Linked DNA regions of Mus musculus: region 2 is linked to region 1. A link is a contact called in public Hi-C data. All regions are on one chromosome and are shown on one strand. The core of a region is the stretch at or near the end of the contact, and the rest is flanking DNA. Distances in the headings are between cores, read along the strand shown. Region 1 overlaps Nars2 (asparaginyl-tRNA synthetase 2 (mitochondrial)(putative)). Region 2 overlaps Gab2 (growth factor receptor bound protein 2-associated protein 2).

Evidence for each region. Hi-C and Micro-C count contacts between places; a contact is called where the count stands out from the background.
Region 2: a contact with region 1 is called in a Hi-C map of bone marrow-derived macrophages, with 28 read pairs. The contact joins two enhancer-like sites. A contact is called at or near these places in 2 of 15 datasets of contacts at CTCF or cohesin (the NIH/3T3 cell line and large pre-B cells), 3 of 484 Hi-C or Micro-C datasets (bone marrow-derived macrophages, embryonic fibroblasts and nephron progenitors), 2 of 115 datasets of contacts at active chromatin or transcription factors (SST interneurons and embryonic stem cells) and 4 of 9 other capture datasets (adipose tissue, bone marrow-derived macrophages, liver and 1 more).

What each region holds. Positions count from the first base shown.
Region 1 is chr7:97,027,970-97,031,302 of GRCm38.p6, reverse strand. The region is part of intron 7 of Nars2 (asparaginyl-tRNA synthetase 2 (mitochondrial)(putative)); the gene reads right to left. Among named protein-coding and RNA genes, the nearest start is that of Gab2, 52 kb to the left of the region's middle. Within about 2 kb of position 1,957, at least 18 of the 459 cell types and tissues checked have an H3K27ac peak or open chromatin away from gene starts, as enhancers often do. A contact at or near this core is called in bone marrow-derived macrophages, where this site is marked.
Region 2 is chr7:97,296,320-97,299,800 of GRCm38.p6, reverse strand. Gab2 (growth factor receptor bound protein 2-associated protein 2) reads right to left here. Exons shown (of 10, transcript NM_010248.2): 4 at 399-973. Among named protein-coding and RNA genes, the nearest start is that of Usp35, 34 kb to the left of the region's middle. Within about 2 kb of position 2,105, at least 4 of the 459 cell types and tissues checked have an H3K27ac peak or open chromatin away from gene starts, as enhancers often do. A contact at or near this core is called in bone marrow-derived macrophages, where this site is marked.

The sequences.
Region 1 (3,333 bases), core at 708-3,207:
TTTTATACAAAAACCTCCACGGCTTCAGGGCTTGAAGGATTTTCCTCTAGCTTCCAGCAACTAAAACTCAACTAAGCTTGTTAATAATCCCTGAATGTATTACAGTGACTCAGATCAATATTGGTATTGAAATGAGCTGTGAAGTGAACAGCCATCATTGACTAATTGTCTCATTGCTTATCAATGAACTCACTTGCAGAATTAAGACAATCATAGCACCTCATTAACAGGACCGTTGTGAGAATTATATTAAATAACCCTGTATATTAGCTTACCTCTTGGTTCAGAGAAATATTCATGATATTAGACTTTGTGAAGAGAGAACTTTTTGTGAAGTAGTTGGGTCAGTCAATGGTAAATGAAAGGAAACTTGAAAATTTAAGAAGCAACAACATGCATCTAAATAATAATTGTATATATGTTTATTTCTTAAAATATAAAATATAAATTAGTATATGAGGATTAATTCTATCAAGCATATCCCCATAAGACTCATAGGTGACCTGTTTTCCTTAGAAGAAAGCAGTTACGAGAATGGAAAATATTTCTGAAGTATTTTACTTGTTTAATTACTTGTATCTTTTGAGACCGGGTCTCAGCAGCCCTGGCTGGTCTGGAACTCACTATGTAGATCAGGCTGCTCTCGAACTCACAGAGAAGACCGGGATTATTAATGTCACCACACCCAGACAAGAGTTTCTGAGTTACCAATAGCATAAGTAGTTATGACAATAATTGGGGGGGGGGGGTAGAAAAACAAGAAGAATCCACAAATGAAATAAGAGTAAAGAAAAGTTGAAAGGAATCGATTAAACCAGGCCAAAGTGTTCGAAGGGCTTTGTATTCTACAGTTGACTATCAGTGCAATATAAAACTGTAAACTATTGATATGCAGAGGGCTGGGAGTGTGGTTTAGCTGGGAGGTGCTTGCTTAGCTCCCTCCCTAACATTGCGCAAACTGGACAGTGTGGCATTGGCAGTTACAGGCACACCTATAACCCTAGCACTGGGGAGGTAAAGACAGGATCAAGGGTTCAAGATCATTCTAGGATATATGAAAGCCTGCTTCAAAAAATCCAAAACTCTAAAAGGACCATATGCAGAATGTTTACATTCTAAAATAAAAACAAAAGTAGACCTCTCCAGTGGAGAGAAAGTAGAGTCAGGGGACTTGAGAAAAGGAAGAGCAACCACTGGTGGTTAAAGGCCCTCCACGTCCAGGTCCAGCCTCTATCACCTTCCAAGACAGCAGTGAGACAGATAAAGCCAAGTACCTGAGTGATGTCCCTCAATTACAGAGCAAGGTGAACAGCAGGAGGAGGGAAGAGCAGCTGGACTGTGGAAGAATGAGTCTGACTGCCGGTGTTGTTAACTGCTGTCTTAGGAGTAAAAACTTTAACTTGAAGATGGAAACCCTGCCCTCCATCCCAAACTCTGACTTTCAGACTAAGTTCTATAAGCACATCTGATAAAATCAGGAACTACGATGAGTGGAGAGTACAAGATGTTTATAAAAATTACTAAAATAGTCTTTATTAATTACTTATGATTCATGAATAAAAAGATTTTATAACACCGAGTCAAAACTTAAATGCACTGCGAGAAAAGGAGAAGCAGGAGGTTACTTTTTTCTGTGTTTAAAAAAAGATTTATATTTTGAGTCATTAGACAATAGATGCTGAGTCCCACTAGTAGAGTGAGTTAAGTAGCAAATCTGCCACCCAAACTTGAATATTCTCTTTTAATGCTGAGTTTCATGAGTACAGTTAACTGCGTGGCCGTGCCGACACACATGCGCCACAGCGGTCCATGGCAGAGGGCAGAGGACGACTTTCACAAGCTGGCTCTCCATTTCCTCCGAGGCTTCCTGGGCTTGAAGTCCATCAGGACTACATGGGCAAAAGCTTTATCCACGCTGAGCCATCTTGCTGGTGCTGACACCGCATCCTTACCCAATCCCAGTGCTTGGCTGTCACCGACTGCATGAGTCAGCACCAAGACTCACAAAATCAGTCAGAGGTCTTCTTGTGTAATTATGAAGGAAACTGCTCAAATGGGTGGTGTTCTTTTTATTTTTAATTTTAAAATATAAGACAGGGTCTTTAAGATTTACTTTTTATGGTAATTCTTGTTTTGTCTTTTTGAATCAGTCTCACTTTGTAGCTTACACTAGCCTGGATCTTATAACCCTTCTGCCTCTGCCTCTCAAGTCAAGGACTATGTATTTGTGCTATCATTTCCAAGTCTAAAATGGCAAATTCATGTTTACCATAGCTAAAACCCTTTCTCTGTGAATGATATTGCTAAAAGAGTGGAAAGACAAACTGCCAACACTAGGAGAAATATTTTCAAATTATGTATCTGAAAAAGGATACATATTTGAAAATGAAGAAGTCTCAATGCTCAACAACAAAGGTTCAGGTGTGGAGGTGCGTATCTTCCCAGAATTCAGGGGGTGGAGGGGCAGAATGCCTGAGTCCAAGGCCACCCAGGGCTACACAGTGATGCCATCTCAAAAAACCAAAACAATCAAAGTTCAACAACAAGAAAACAAGCAACTTGACCAAGACTAGAAATTCATAGCTGCTAGGCAGATGACAAGATGTTTAACACAGAAACCCTCAAGATATACTGGGGAAATACAAAATAAAATCATAGCATATTGCTTGCAGGAATGTAACACAGTGTAGTTACCCTGTAAACCAGACAGATTCCTGAAAAAAACTAAACATCAACCTTAGATCTCACCTCTTCACTCCTTGGACCTCACCCAAGAGAGATGAAAACTATGTTCTCACAGAACCTGCACTGGAAGGTTTATAGAAACTTTTTTCATTGCTTTCCAAGACTGAACTAATACAAATGTTCTTCAGTAGGAATGGTAAATGACTGTGGTGAGCCTGTGTCAGGGAACTACCCAGACAACAGGAGAGTCTGATATATAGTATACTAAGCGGCAGAAGACAGTCAGATATGGACACAAGAATGTCCACATTACAGTCTGCAAAGGGCAAATTACTCAAGAGAGACAGAGAAGATGAGCAGTTGACAGTGGGAGGAATTAGAATGCAAGGCAGCAATAAGTCGGAGCTGTTTTGTAAGAGCAAAACTGTCCCATATTTTGACTGTAGTGGATATATGCCTGAAAACTTATAGTTTACATGAATGTGATACTAAGAAAACAGACATAAATCAAAACTGTCATAGGAAACCAGTGTGTTTTTCATAATGTCAGAAGAGTTGTCTCCTCATCCGAAGCCACTAGACACACAATGGCTCATCTCTCTTGGGTCATCTGACCTTGTTTATTACTCCCAGACTTATTTTGATATA
Region 2 (3,481 bases), core at 856-3,355, 270 kb before region 1:
CCAGGTTCAGAATTCAACTAGAAATTCTATGACATGAAAATACCATGAAGATCCCATTTTGTATTATTTTCTTTAACTTTGTTTTTCTTCTAATTTTTTTTACATTTTTGGTTTTAGTTTTAAATAAACAAAATAATATGATTTGAGCCTCCAAACCCAAAATATCAACATCTCCAAGGTGGAGTCTGCTATACCTCTGCCATGGTGGGTGTCATATTGACAGCTAGGCGGAGGATCAACTGCTAAGGAAATTGCACAGAAGATGCATCAACTGCTATCACTGAACTAATTAGTCCTTAAGTTTACCTTGGCTTAGGGGTGACCATGGGCTAGCAATATACTGAGAATGCCTGGCCCACCTCCCTGGCCCTCTGGTCTCAGCTCCAGATTACACTGACCTCGATGGAGTCGGCTGTTGTCCATTGCAGGGAGGGTATTGCGCCTGGGGATAGTAGCAGCTACAGATCTGCTATTTTCGCTGATTGGAGGTCTTTGCTGAATGCTGCCCCATTGAGGTGTTTCTGCCTGACTTGGCTTGGGTGGCCGGGGTGGGGGAGCTATGGCTGAATCTCCAGGAGTGGCCACTGTCATGGCATTGTGGTTCTTGTCCAGTGTGAAAGTTCTAGGGATCTGGTAGGCTGAGAGAGGAGTGGTTGGGACATCCATATTGTCCACAAGGAGGTCTCCAAGTTCCCGACACAGGGTGTTGCTGGGCATCTTGAAGGTGTACACATCCTCGTTATCAGTCTCAGACCCTGTGAGGCTGCTCTTGGTGTGGCCATGGGAAGCCAGGCTCCGTGGGAGATCATAAGTACTGTCTTTGAATTCTGTATTGTGTCGGCTTGGCTTGGGAAGGCTATAGAAGCCATGGACTTGACCTCCGACGCCGTTGATACAGTGTCCATTGCTCTGGGCAAGTTTTTGCACAGCTGTATCACTCTTCTGCCGGGTGCCCTGAGAGAAGCTGGCACTCCTAAAGGAGAGACAAGAAGGGGACAGTGAGAAGAGGACAGAGGATGTTCAATGCACGCAGCTCGTTGTTGTGGGAATACTGAGGAGTCAGGCAGACCCCAGTTCTTCCTAGTCCCTACCACATATTAACTGTGTAATCTTAGGACTTTTACTTTAGGCATCTCCAAAATAGTAATTCAAATCATCTGAAGATTCTTTAGGAAGTCAACTCTAGTGTATTTAGCAGGTGTATGCTCCAGCAATGTTAACCTTTTTGAGCCCCTGGACTTCTCTGTGGCTGTTCCTAGCAGAGAATATGGTCATTCCTGGGCCCCAGAGATGCAAATAAACAGTCATACTGATAACCTGCTCACTCTCTGAATGACCAAAGAGCACACATATGGCAAGTTGTGGGAGAAAACAGAAAATCTGAGTTTTAGTTTTTTCTCTTTAAAGTCCGCTCGTGGGCACTGGTGCTTGTATTTTAAAGAACCAATTTAAATTTAAGCTATAGGCTTTATCTTCTACCAGGAATCATGGTTTGTTGAGAAGAATCTGGTTCTCTCCAGAAATCTAAAACTGTTGGTAAAATGACTTCCATTTGAGAACTCTAGTAGGGTAGAAAATGGTATTGCTTTTATTCATTTTAAATGATGGTACTGGGAAGCAAGGCCACCTTTAACGACAGTAACAGTGAAGGGAAGTTTATACTTAGTCCTAGCATTGCTACCTGTGAACATCAGCATGATGTTCTCCTAGGTACGAGACCTAGTCTTAGTTACAACCTGGGTCAGAGGCTCTGTAAGCCTTCCATTTCACAAGAGTGGTTGTTAAACTGGGTTCTGCATAAGTACTGTGTTAAGCTGGAGGATGAGTAGCAGGGAACCAGGCCTGCTTTCTGTCTCTGATGATCCTTCGGAGGATTTCATCTGAGCGGGAGACAAGGGAATCAACCCTCAGCAGTAGTTCTGTCTTTTGTAGACCAGAGGTATCTTCAGAAACCTAGTAAGCTCTTGGAGACTTTACCAGAATAAGGTGCAGGTTCACACTCACACCTCTGTGTTCTCCTGGGTGATGTTTGAACTGAGAACCACTGGTGGATCATCATCTGCTTTCCCTTAGCTCCCTCGCGAGGAACTTGCTATTTATAGATGTGGCCACCAGGTGGTAGTAGAGAACAGTGCCTAGAAGTTTAAACAGATGAATGGAACCAAGTATGCTGGCCAGGTTCCCCTTAACATGGGCCACTGGTGGTCCTAATATTCAGTCCCCCCAAATTTACCAGCCCCTCTACCTAGGTTTTTGTGTTTGTTCTCCCTTTCCAGTCACTTCCATTCACATAACCAAGCCAAGAGCTAAGGCCCAGGATAGATAAACATCACAGCTGAGGCAGGAGAATCAATGGCAGGTACAGAGTGTTCATATTTGTCCTTGGTATGTTTTATCTTATTATTGTTTTTGAATTTCCAATTCTCATTAGATGTCTTAATCTGATTTTTTCATTCGACAAATACTTGTTGATGTCTTCCTCCCCATCTAGGCTAGACACAATGGATACAGAGGTGTTGTGTGCTTAGAAATCACAGGAGATGCCATCCCTGCAAATTACCACAGTCAAGTATGAGTCTGTCAGTGGCCACATATTAACCTTTCCTGGTGGGGTCATGTTAGAAAGGCCTTTTCACAGACATCACATCTGAGTGAGTCGAGAAAAAAGAACAGCAAAACAAAATAAAGGCATTTCAGTTTGGGGCCAAAGATGTTTAAAACAACTTGGCAACTTTAAGGCTCTCCATGCTGCTCAGGCTGGAGGAAGCATGCTGGAAGGCAAGGCAGACAGAAACACAGATACTGCATCTCATGCACATAGAATCCAAATTACCAATCTCATAGGAACAGAGCATAATGAGGCTACCAGAAGCTAGTATTGTAATAAAATCATACAATAGTATCTGTTAATTTAAAAAGTGGGGTTAGTGGGATTTAGCTATATAAAGATTGCAGTTCAGGAAGACGCCCCAGCAGTGGCAGAACCTCCTAGGTGTGTTGTTCTGCAGTAAAAATGAACATTTTCCAGAATGCACCAGTCACCTTCTGTGATGGTTTGTAAATTCTTGGACCAGGGAGTGGCACCATTTGGAGGTGTGGCCTTGTTGGAATAGGTGTGACCTGGTTGGAGTAGGTCTGTCACTGTGGGTGTGGGCTTAAGACCCTCACCCTAGTTGCCTGGAAGTCAGTCTTCTACTAGCAGCCTTTGGATGAAGATGTAGAATTCTCAGCTCTGCCTGTTCCATGCCTGCCTGGATACTGCCATGTTCCCACCTTGATGATAATGGACTGAACCTCTGAACCTGTAAGCCAGTCCCAAGTAAATGTTGCTTTTTATAAGACTTGCCTTGGTCATGGTGTCTGTTCACAGCAGTAAAACCCTAAGGAAGACACCTTCCTTCTTCAATTCATTTCTGCCTTGACTCTGGTCTTGGGAAACCAGAAATGATGATGATTACCCATAATGATTTTTCACATGTTC